Regions from separate parts of the Gossypium hirsutum genome. Here region 2 is linked to region 1. Evidence: chromatin contacts called from public Hi-C data. All regions are on one chromosome and are shown on one strand. Each heading gives the region's core, a stretch centred on a gene start, on an enhancer-like site or on the middle of the called end of the contact. The rest is flanking DNA. Distances are from core to core; before and after follow the strand shown. Region 1 holds the start of LOC107962914 (trafficking protein particle complex II-specific subunit 120 homolog). Region 2 holds the start of LOC107962928.

What was found. A called contact is a pair of places that touch in the nucleus more often than the background predicts.
Region 2: a contact with region 1 is called in a Hi-C map of leaf, with 3 times the contacts expected there. The contact joins the promoter of LOC107962928 here to the promoter of LOC107962914 in region 1. A contact is called at or near these places in 2 of 34 Hi-C or Micro-C datasets (both in leaf).

Annotation. Positions count from the first base shown.
Region 1 is chrA06:39,143,819-39,150,014 of Gossypium_hirsutum_v2.1, reverse strand. It overlaps LOC107962914 (trafficking protein particle complex II-specific subunit 120 homolog), which reads left to right and starts at 2,237. Exons shown (of 9, transcript XM_016899480.2): 1 at 2,237-2,772; 2 at 3,146-3,349; 3 at 3,469-3,651; 4 at 4,179-4,288; 5 at 5,023-5,311; 6 at 5,440-5,732. The coding sequence starts at 2,362.
Region 2 is chrA06:39,813,940-39,820,135 of Gossypium_hirsutum_v2.1, reverse strand. LOC107962928 reads right to left here and starts at 2,933. Exons shown (of 1, transcript XM_016899496.2): 1 at 1,265-2,933. The coding sequence starts at 2,678. The coding sequence ends at 1,605.

The DNA.
Region 1 (6,196 bases), core at 988-3,487:
GAGAACAAAATACATTGATGTTCGGTATCATTTTGTTCGTGATATTATTGCTCGTGGTGATATTGTTGTGAGCAAAATTAGTACTGATGAAAATCTTACAGATATGATGACTAAGTTACTTCCTATAACCAAGTTTGAGCATTGCTTAGACTTGGTTGGTGTCCATTGTTGAAGTTAAACCCTTAAGGGGTTTTATGGAAGAAGTGGAGAACTTGTTCGTTGAGAGTTCACGATGAAGAACTTGTTCATTGAGAATTCGTGTCAAGGTGGAGATTGTTAGAATTAAATGACCCGAATCCTTATTTAAATAAAATACAGTGGTAAAATAAAATAAAAGTAAAATTCATATAGAACTACACTTCTTTTATTTTATTTTAGAATAAGGTTTTTTAAACCTTATTAAACTCCATCTATTTTATATTGATTAGAATAAGGTGTTTCAGTCTTACTAGAATATGGCTTTACAAGCCTATAAATAGGTATAGTCTATTCCTCTTGTATTTATTCGAATTTGACATAGTGAATTTTCTTTTCCTCTGCCCGAGGTTTTTTCCGAAAGAGTTTCCACGTAAAAATTTGTGTGTTCTTTATTTTATTTTATTTTTTCACAGTTTGATTAATATTATCATAAAATTACAAAATTAATATATTATGATTTCATTCAAAAAAAATTTTAAATTTTAATGTTGTAATATAATAAATAATAAAATTTAATTTTGTTTGTTCAAAAATTTCTTTAAATTTATGCTTTTATATAGATTATAAATAAAATGCTAAACCTATTTTTTTTTACTATCAACCTATTTACTAAATGGTACAAGGAAGCATTTGTATTTGCTTTATTTGGATAAATGCTTGTCTTGAGTATAGAACAGTTTTAAAATTTATAGCCAGCATTTACTCCTTAATGGATTTACAAAATGTGGATGATTATTTATTGAACTCGCTCTGGTAGATATCTTGAAAAAAAAAACAAAATAAAAAGGAGTTATAAAAAAATAATTATATTAAAATAAATAATTTAAAAATATTCAACATGGATATCGTCATATTTGTAAAAAAAATATAAATTATTAGAATTAAATAAAAATGAAATTTGAAATTTAAGTTGTTTTTATCTTATAGAGGGTCATGTGTATTAAATCAAATAAAATTCTTAGGAATTTTGAAAAAGGAATTGAGCTATTGAAATCTCTTTTAAAATTACTTATTTGAAAAATTTCCATATATTTACTAAAATAAGTAAATTCAATTTTAGAAATTTAAAAACCTAGATACAAGTGAAATCCCTCTCAAACACGCTTTTAATCTCTAAACTTGACAATTTTTCTCAACTTGATCCTTGAATTTTTTTTTTCTCACATTAATCATATAACTTGACAAATTTTCTCAATTTTGATCCTTGTGATAATATAGCATTCTAAGATTATGGCATATCATCATCTCCTTTTAATAAAAAAAATATTTTTAGGCAGAAATTGAAAAAAGTTGTCTAATTTTAAGATTAATGTGAAAAAAAAAATTCAAAGACTAAGATGAGAAAAATTACAAGTTCATAGGCAAAATGTTGATTTAACCTAAAAACAATATATAAATTCTGAACTTTGTCGTGAAGGATGAATTTTACTTATAATATCAAAATGGTTTCATATATATATCATTCTGAGATTAATTTAAATTTAGAATAGTTAAAAAGCAGTTGAGAAAAACCTCATGAATTTTATTATAAGTTTTAATTATATTTATTTTTAAAAAAATAATATCTAAAATTACTCATAATTCTTTTTAACTCATAAATATAAAGATGGGTAATTATATTGATTCTTTTTAACCCATAAATATAAAGATGGGTAATTATATTAATAGTTTGTACAATATTTAGTTGAACATTTCAATTAATTAGTAACAGCGGTAATTTTACAATGGAGGTAGATATTAATCATAGGCTGTTGATGTAATTAGGGATGATTGGCTTTTCCTGACTTCCCTCCCTCTTTATTTAATTATTTAATTAATTTGTATATTAAAATATATTCAGTTTCTAAAAAAATTATAGATCCGTAATTATAGATACTTTCCCACATATGGAATTTAAGATTTCTAATTTTATTTTAGTGAATTTGGTCTCCTGTTTTTTTAGTTTTTTAATTTTAGGTTTATTATAATATTATTTTTTGTTATATGATATTCTGATTTTTTAAACAAAATAAATAAATTAAATACTGCAACCCCATTTGTCGACCTGAATCGTACTTGGCCAGGTGCCTCTTCGACTTGACCGATTCGTATGTTCCTAATCTAATACACCTACCACCACACTATCACCACTGCGCCTCTTCTTCCCTTCCGTCCGATCTGGCAATGGAACCCGACGTGAGCATTGAGACATCATGCATGATCCGGATCGCCGTCCTTCCAATAGGCAAAGTCCCCCCTCCTCTTCTGCGGGATTACCACTCCATGCTCCTTCCGCACCACACCATCCCTCTCTCAACCATCAGCTCCTTCTACACGGAGCACCAGAAATCGCCTTTCGCCCACCAGCCTTGGGACACAGGCTCGCTCCAGTTCAAATTCTTGTTGGGCGGGTCTCCGCCTAGCCCTTGGGAAGATTTCCAGCCTTATCGCAAGTTCCTCTCCGTGATTGGCATTTGCCACTGCCCTTCGTCACCAGATCTTGATCACGTCATCGATCAATTCAATGCTGCCTGCAAAATTTACACTTCGGCTCTAGTTCTACGCTGCTTCGCCTTTTGTCCTGGCAATTCGCAAGTTAGTTCTCAGAATTAAGGTTTCTATTTTACTTCTCATTGAATCACATGCTGATATCTGGTTATTGGTTTCGATTATTATAAATTGACTTGGATTCTAATTATTAGTAATCTGTCGAAGGAATGGTTATATTACCTAGATTCTAGTGTGTCGTGAATGCTTAGGTTTTTTGTATAAATTTGAAGGATGATAACCCATATTGGGTGTAAGATACGAGCATTTTTGGGAATAAAGTCTGAATAACATAGTAGAATGATATGATTTGTGTTTTTGAAACCTTTTATTATGTTTACTATTTGTTTATCTTAATAAACTAAACAAAACCTAGCTTTTAATGAATTACGTGATCTAATTACTTTATTTTCTGCTGCAGTTGGATGATGGTAAGAAAAGGGAGAACTTGGTTTTGTTTCCTCCTGCAGACCGTACAATGCAGGAGTTTCACTTACATACAATGATGCAAGATATCGCTGCTTCATTACTGATGGAATTTGAGAAGTGGGTTCTTCAAGCAGAATCTTCAGGAACTCTTCTGAAGACGCCTTTAGATTCTCAAGCTACTCTTAGCTCAGAGGAGGTTTATGTTTAGGTGTTTTATGCATTTTAGTCTGTGAGCGCATGGGCGTGGGTATGCGCGCACTTCTGCATGTGTGTGTGTGTGTGTGATGTGTTTGTTTTTATTAAATAACAATGCAGGTGATCAAGGCTAAAAAACGAAGACTTGCTCGTGCACAAAAGACAATAGGGGATTATTGTTTGTTAGCAGGATCGCCTGTTGATGCAAATGCTCACTATACTACTGCACTAGAGCTAGCCAGGTTGACTGCAGATTACTTTTGGTATGCTGGGGCATTGGAGGGTAGTGTTTGTGCTATACTGGTAATTGCAGGATGTTAATCAAGCTCATCTGCTATTTATGATATTTGTATGGACCCTTAAATGTCCTTGTTTAGATTTTATAGATGTTCTTGAACAGAAACAAATGGATAAGGCTAGCAACTCACTTGTTGAAATTTGAAGCTAAGTTTTTTTAAGGAAATCTCTATTGGAAAAGTGTCTCATAAAAGTTTTACAACGAGACACATGTTTAGTTATGTCCACTACCAACTTTAGTGCTATGGTTAAATTCCAAGATTTATCACATTTGAATTCGTGATGTTTTATTTTCCTAATTGAGGATTTGTCCCATGTGTAAGGACTAAATTGTTCCTCCTTCTGTACTTTATTATTATCTTTTTACTTTTCTAGGGTAGGATTTTTTGTAGGGGGAGGGGGTTGATGTTTTTTAAATTAGGCTATATTGACCTTTTGCATCATAACTGCAAGTGATAATATAGATAAAATATTTGCCCATATGATATGAAATTTATTCATCTACTGTATAATTATTTATGCCTTATTATCAGGTTGATCAAATAGGCCAGAAGGATACAGGTGTAGAGGATGAGGTTAGATATCGGTACAATAATGTCATTACGCATTATAGGAAATCCTTCATTCAAGACAATGTTCAGAGGTATTTGGTGTCTTTCCATTGCACCTTCTTTGAGTTTCAACTACACATATTTTTAGATTTTCGCATCTACACTCTATTCCCCTACTTTTTAAGTTATATTTATGTTTGTGTTGTACCCATCTTCATTTGAATATTCTTTTAAGCAAATTGGATGAGGTCTTTATGATGCACCTTATTCTTGTCAGCCTAATCTTGTGTAGCATAATAAAAAGTGTTTGATTTATGCACATATTTTATTAATCAATGGAAATTTATCTAGCTTTAACTTTTTGAGAACTAACTCTTTTAATTTTTTTTTTAAATGCAGAGTTTCACCCATTACCTTTGAACTTGAAGCTACCTTGAAATTGGCCAGGTTTTTATGTAGGTGTGTTTCAATTTTCAATGGAATTATAATTTCATTGAGTTAGTTGTGGACATGACATGCTTAACTCCTTGGTATAGATAAATTATAGGGAGATTGCAAGTTGTATTAGATAAATTAGAAATACATCTTGGCATTTTGAAAATTCGGTTGTATCATTCAACCCCCTCTTCCTAACTCCCATTTATTTTTTATTGTTTTACGTTGTTAATGTGATAGTTGGTATTTATTCATTTTCTAAAGAATACGGTGGAGACACTTTTATGACAAACTATATAAATTCCAAGATCTTGTACATAGTTTTATGTGTTAAGTCTTGTCAAAATGCATTCTTAAAATAACATTGTTTATATTCTTGTGGTAATTGTAGGAGAAAATTGATTAAGGAGGTTGTGGAGTTGTTAACTAATGCTGCTGATGGTGCTAAATCTTTGATCGATGCCAACGACAGACTCATATTATATGTTGAAATAGCTCGCTTATTTGGTACTCTTGGTTATCAACGAAAAGCTGCCTTCTTCTCAAGGCAGGTAGCTCAGTTATACCTACAACAAGAAAATAGATTTGCTGCTACCAGTGCCATGCAGGTCCTAGGAATGACCACCAAAGCATATCGTGTTCAGAGCAGAGCATCCATCACAAAACATTCCATTTCTAATGTATGGAACTATGGAGCAAGTTTTGAATTGTCGACTTTATAAAGGCACTTCAATCTTATTGAAGTTGTTCTTTCTTTGTAAACTAGCATACTATAACAACCATCAATATATTCTTTCTTCTGTGGTAGGAAACTGAACCAGGGAATGCTGATAGTGGAAAATTGCATCATCTGTTAGTAGTTTCACTGTTTGAATCACAATGGAGCACCTTGCAGATGGTTGTGCTGCGAGAGATACTTCTATCTGCTGTTCGTGCAGGAGATCCTCTTGCTGCCTGGAGTGCAGCAGCAAGGCTACTAAGATCTTATTATCCTCTAATTACACCTGCTGGACAAAATGGCCTTGCTAGTGCCTTGAAAAGTGCAGCTGAAAGGTTGCCTTCGGGAACTCGATGTGCTGACCCAGCCTTACCTTTCATAAGGTTTGTCTTATTGCTTTTGATTTTATCTAGATTTGGGGATGGATAATTGTATTTCCTCAATGTAATGGTTTTTGTGCTTTTGTTGTGCTCAAATGTATGTTGAGACATTCTGTTTTCTCTTAGTTTTGTCATAAGCTTTTTGGTGTGGTTTAAGTGAAAAAAACAACAGCGATAGAAAGAATTAATGCTAAACAAACTTGTAAGAAAGATGGAACTCGAGAAAACTTAGGGTTTTGCATTAATTGAAATATAATAATCAGAAATATTGTTGATGTAAATTAGTTACAACATACATATAATAGATTTTCTTGCAAATAAAGTTTTATTATTAACCCTAAAATTAATCCTCAAGAAATATAAATAATACTTTAAACTAAATGTTATAAAATAAACTGAAATAGAACTAAAATAATAAAATTAATTATTATAAAATCATAATTAAGCTTCTGTGTCACTTTTTTTGC
Region 2 (6,196 bases), core at 1,684-4,183, 670 kb before region 1:
GCATGTTGATTAATAAATACATCATCATACCAACATATACCGGGTCATATGTTATTTGTTAATCAATATGCCACACTGACAAATTTTATAAGAATTTGTAAGGTGAGCAACAATTAAATTAACATTATCGAATGGAAATATTTTTATTTTATTTTAATATTGTATATATAAGAAGATTATAGCAGTTTGAGACGGTTCACTTGGAGGACAGAAAGTCGTTATCAAATTAAGGTTAAAAAAAGTGGGTTTCAAGAAAAGATTAAAGAAAGAAGAAGAGCAAGAGAGCTGAAAGTCTATTTAGGAGAGAAAGTGTCTAGTCCTTTAGTTCTCTCTAATAATTTTTAGGATGCCATGACTCGTCTTCATATTGGTTTTAAATTTCTTATAAATTATTGTTGCTCGATTTTAGATCTATAAGTGTGTCTACTTATAAGATCTTATTTAATCAAAATTATTAGCTCATAAGATCACAATTATGTAAAGAGAGCTTGTATAAAAAATATAATTTGATGTCTTTATTATTTTAATGTCAGTAGAAAGTGATAAGACTATACTTTATCTATTAATTGGTAATATACTTAATAAAATGAAGAGATTTATGGGAATTCATATTCTCACTTTAAGGCCAACCGTTGTGGGAATCCACAAAGAAAGGCAACATTAGAGAAAATCAGTCATGTTGTCAGATTGACACGGTCAAGCCCGACACAGTTGGGTTACTTTTCATCACCTTGGGTTGCCGTTGTGGATCAAGTACGACATTTTTTGTCACTCTCACTAACTGACCGACGAAGTAACCTTTCGGTTTTCAGTCAGAGATCCAGGACATGTTCAACCTTTTTTGTCGGTCGCTGATCTCAATCTGGGTTCACACACCCCAGACCCACATCTCACATGCAAGAATTAACTTAATAATGTTGGCAAAAAACAACATAACGCCGGAAGCTAATAACAGTTTACTGTGTTTAATCCTGATTACTAGGATTAGAAGCAGGGACAAAGTCCTCCCCTTGATAAATGGTATAATTTCCATTTTAGTCCTTACAATTTAATCCTTTTCAGCTTATCAGAAATTGCATATTTGATCACTCCAAAGAACTATTTATTCAATTTTAGACCACTTTAACATAATTCTTTTTAACCTTGACCTCCAAATTCTTTTAATTTCTCGACCTCTCTCCCTGATTAAAAGTCGAGCACTCTAACAAGTCGGTAGGTAAAATTAAACAAGGAACAATTTCATGCCAAAAGAAAAAAGGCAAAATCAAGCAAAATTTTGCTTCTGCTCATTAAATATCCGCGTATGGCTCCTGAGACTACAACCAAAGGGCTCAAATTTACAACTAAAAAGTTAAAAAGAAACTAGCAATCTTGTTGGGTGGAGTGATGAGTGATAAGGCATGCGAGGTCTCTTACGCACAAATCTTCTGGAATTCAATTCAATCGGGATCGAATGTAGCTACTAAATTGGTAAAAGGTTGAGTCATGGATCTCTACCATTATAATTTACTTATTGTGCTATGTTCTAAAAACAAATGGGGTTAGTGATAAATAGAGACTAATAATGTTATGAACACACACACAAAAAAAAAGGCACAATCTTTTCAGTTTCTCCAGGCGTAAACAAGCAAAGAGAAGCCCATGGGAGCACATAACTCACTCTCCTCAACGCTTTCCCACTCCATTACCGAAGAGCTGCACCCCGAAGAAGCCGAAGACATCGAAATGGACGAAGACGAAGAGCTCCTAGCACTCCTCAACAAGCTTCTCCTTTTCTTCTTCCATTCAATCCCATCACTACACGGACTTTGCTGCCCCAAAACCACACCCTCCTTGAAAGGATCCTCCATGGTTTCAGAGCCTTGGTTCTCGAACTTGAAGATAAAAACGGCTGGACGCCCATTGTTGCCATCTTTATCGAACAACCAGCTGTAGACATCCCACGAGACTCCTATCCATACCCCATCCACTTCAATCCTCTCATTCCCTCTAAATTTCCATTTAAGCCGCTTTATTTGCAATACCCTTTTGTTATCCACGCTCAAACACAGCTGCGCATCCTCGTTTACCCTACAATCGATCGAGATATCCCTTAATTTGCCTCCGAATCTGGCTTTTGTGCTGTAAACTCTGTTCCCCAACACGTGCTCTTTTCTCAAAACAAGAGTTTGGCTGCTTCTACTCCCAGGGTTTTGAGCTCTAGTTCGAGTATAAGCTTCCTTGGTAGCATCGCCGACGAGAATCGTCATTTCACCGTCGACGACGACGGCAACGAAGAACCCAGAGTCGGGTTCAGGTCCGGATCCGAACTTTGCCCTTGAAAGGTCCCAGAAGATTTTCACATTAGGGACAGTGGCGCTGCTGAGTTTTTTACAACCTTTTTTCTTCCAAAAAGCAAAGGATTTGATATTGAGATGAAAATGGAGGGCGGAGGATGAAAGGACGGAGAGAGAAGAAGAGGGAAGGTGGTGGTGATGGTGGTGGAGGTGGAGGGAGTGGCCAAGGAAGGTGCGGGACCAGATTAAGGAAAAAAGGCCTATATTTGTGTCGTAGAGACTTGTAGCGAGGCTAGTTTTAGCGGCGGTTTGTGGCGACGGCATATGGCGGTTGTCTGCGGCGGCGGAAGGGCGGAAGCAAGAAGGGAAGGGCGGAAAATGGCGGTAGCGTTGGGGGGACATTATTTAATTTTGTTTGTATGCGAAAATGAAGGGGCCTTTTTATGGAAGCTATATATGGGGACTGGGGATGGACAAAGAAGGAGACTAGACTTTTTATTTCCTACCTGACAATCTAATGACTTTTTTATCACAAAGCCGTATTAATGAGTTAAAATAATACGACCTTTAGTTATCATTGAAAATTTTGTATTTACCCATCTCTAATTACAATTTAGCAGTTGCATTTTTTTCTATTAACTATTATTTAAACATCCAATTTCAACAACTTTTTTTAACCTTGGATTTTTTCTGATTTTTATGATTAAATTAAGTTGGATTTGAATTAGTTTAGATTTATTAGGTTATATTTTTGGGTTTCAATTGCTTTTCAAATTATTTCAAAAGGGTTGAGTAAGCTTGCTTTACATTTGGATGCTCATTTAGGGTTGTATAAGCACTTGTATTATTAAAGAAAAACTCAAAATCATTATATGCAATTTGCGAGTAATTAACAACTAACAATGTTGACCTTACTTTTCACCAAGTTATTGATTTATTTAAAAGAGGACCATTTGAACCTTTTAAAAGTATAAAATATGAACTTACTTTTATTACAACACGTTTTTAATCTATCATCCAATGTGTTCATCACGTGACCAAAACTAACCACTAAAATGGATGGTATGATATTGTAATTACAAGTTTTGGATTTATTTTCAATAATTACCATGAATTATATTTTAATGTAAATTTAAAAATAATAAAAAAATAAAATTTAAAAGTCATCATGATTAATTATCCATGTAATTTTCTATCCTCACCCATTTATCCAAGAACGGAAGAATGTAATTGGATGGTCCTATTACTCGCAATTAGGTTTGAATTCAATTATTAAGTTTCTTTTTGAATACATGATGAATTTCTTTTAAATTTGAATATTTCATATTTGATATTCAAATATCTTATTTAAAATTTAAAGTTCAAATGTTAAAAGACATTTAAATTGAATAAAAGTCAATTAATAGTGTTATTCATTTGACGTTCATTTTTAAACTTGATAATTGCAACAAACATCTCATTATCGAGGTTATGTAAATTAAAAATATTAGTTTTGAAATTTTTGAAGATTTTATAGAAGCTTTTAGTTGACTCATTCTTCTCTTTTATCTTTTCTTTTTAGTTTTTACCTTTAAAAGTTATACAATAATGTTCTATTTTTTTAAAAATTTTCATTTTAAATTTAACTACATAAGATTTAATGTGTCATTTAACAGTTTTAATTACGAAAGGACATGACTGATACAACACCAATAGTTGAAGATGTAATTAGAACGTTTTGAAGTGAGGGACATAGTTTAAGGATGTCTAATGGAATAATGTAACACCCCTTACCCGAGTCCGAGGTCGGGACTGAGTACGAGGCATTACTAAACTTAAACACATGCATTCCAACATTTACAAATCATAAAAACTCGATCAAATTTAAAACTTTTCAAACCTTGTCTAGAATTCCTTATTATGGGCCTACGAGGCCCAAAACAAGCTTTAAGGACGATTCGGAACCAAACAGAGTCCTTTAAAGAATTCTGGAAAATGACTCTTAAAACAGGGGCATACACCCGTGTGGAAGGGGCGACACGCCCATGTGGCCTTCTTGACATGGCCGTGTTGAAGGCCCGTGCAGTTCACACGACCTAAACACATCGGGACACGCCCATGTCCCTGACTCGTGTGGAAATAATTCCTAATTTGAGCTATCAGGGGTTTTCACACGGCTTAGCACACGTCCGTGTCCATGCTCCGTGTCCCTCACACGGCCATGACACACCCGTGTCTAAAAACCTTGACATTCTGTTTTTAACGTTAGCAACCATTTAGGGGCACATGGCCAAGGCACACGCTCGTGTGTTAGACCGTTTGGTAAATTTGATTCCACATTTAAGGTGCAGACTTCACACGGCCTGGGCACACATCTATGCCCAGAGGCCGTGTCCTCCACACGGCTGAGATACATGGCCGTGCCTCTGCCGGTGTATTTACTACCATGCATACTGACTTGAAATTTTAAGGTGTAAGGGACACACGGCCAAACAACACGTCTATGGGGTTGACCGTGTGTCGCATACGGCCTAGACACACACTCGTGTGTCTACCCGTGTGGACCAAACAAGGCTATCTACCAAGCCTTTCTTCCACCCTTACTTGCACCAACCTACACAACAACAAATATCTCCAATCCACACAACAATATAAGACTAAATCAACCACAACATGACATTCAAATGCAAACCCCATGACACTTTAACTAACTAAACATGCACTTGATCATTCATACTTTTTGTTCATCCATGGAAGCATCATCATTTGCAATTATCAATAATGAATTTTAGCCAGTAATCATGGCCTTATAAAAAAAAGAAGGTTTTCATCCCAAGCCAACACAATTGGTTTGCTAAACAATATGGCACATAACAAAAAGACTCAATCCCTATACATGCCATACTTAAGATAATAAAACTAACTATACCAAAAGTTTCGAGTGATAGTGTGAGTGATGCCTCCGACGTTCTTTGATCCATGGGCTAATTTGGAGGCACTACAAGAAAGTGGAAAAGAAAAGGGTAAGCACAAAGCTTAGTAAGTTGCATGTAAATATCGAAATAACAACCATCTTACCACATGTGATCATACTCCCAATATATCATAACTCGCACAAAAGAGTAAATGTTCATAACACAACTTACTCATGTTCATTCCTCACTATTCATACAACAAAAATAAAGTTCACGTATCATCAATTTCATATAAGTACCTGTACCACTCACAACATGGTCATAAGCTCTATCATTTTAACATAAATCGTAAATTTCCCATTGAACCATTTGGAATACTACAGGATAATCACTAAGCCACAAACATAAGGTACGATGTCGATACCATGTTCCAAACATGGTCTTATAGTGGCTCTCACATCTAAGCCAATGCCATGTCCCAGACAGGTCTTACACTGACTTCTATACATTGAGGCCGATGCCGTGTCCCAGATAGGTCTTACACTGGCTCTCACTTATCTGTGTCGATGCCATGTCCCAGACAGGTCTTACACTGGCTCTCATCTATTGGTGCCGATGCCATGTCCCTGACAGGTCTTACACTAGCATGCACATCATCCAAATGTCATGGCATGGATATCCAAAGTATTCCTAAGGTTTAACCGGTAGTCTCTACTACATCAATTCTCATCATGCATATTCACAACAATAGTCCACAGTTTATGCCATATTAATTATACAATACATAAATACAAATAAGTTACATTATTTACGTACAACTTACCTCGATACACAAAATGTAGGCGACTAATTGTATTTAATCTACTTGCTTGGGTTTTCCCCGGTCTAGGTTTGGATTGCATATTTCTTGGTCTATAATAATAAAACATCACTAATTTAATTGTCACAATAAAAACATTCTACAGTTCACAATTAGGAAAAATGACCGTTTTGCCATTAGACTTTACAAAAATTATGATTTTGCCC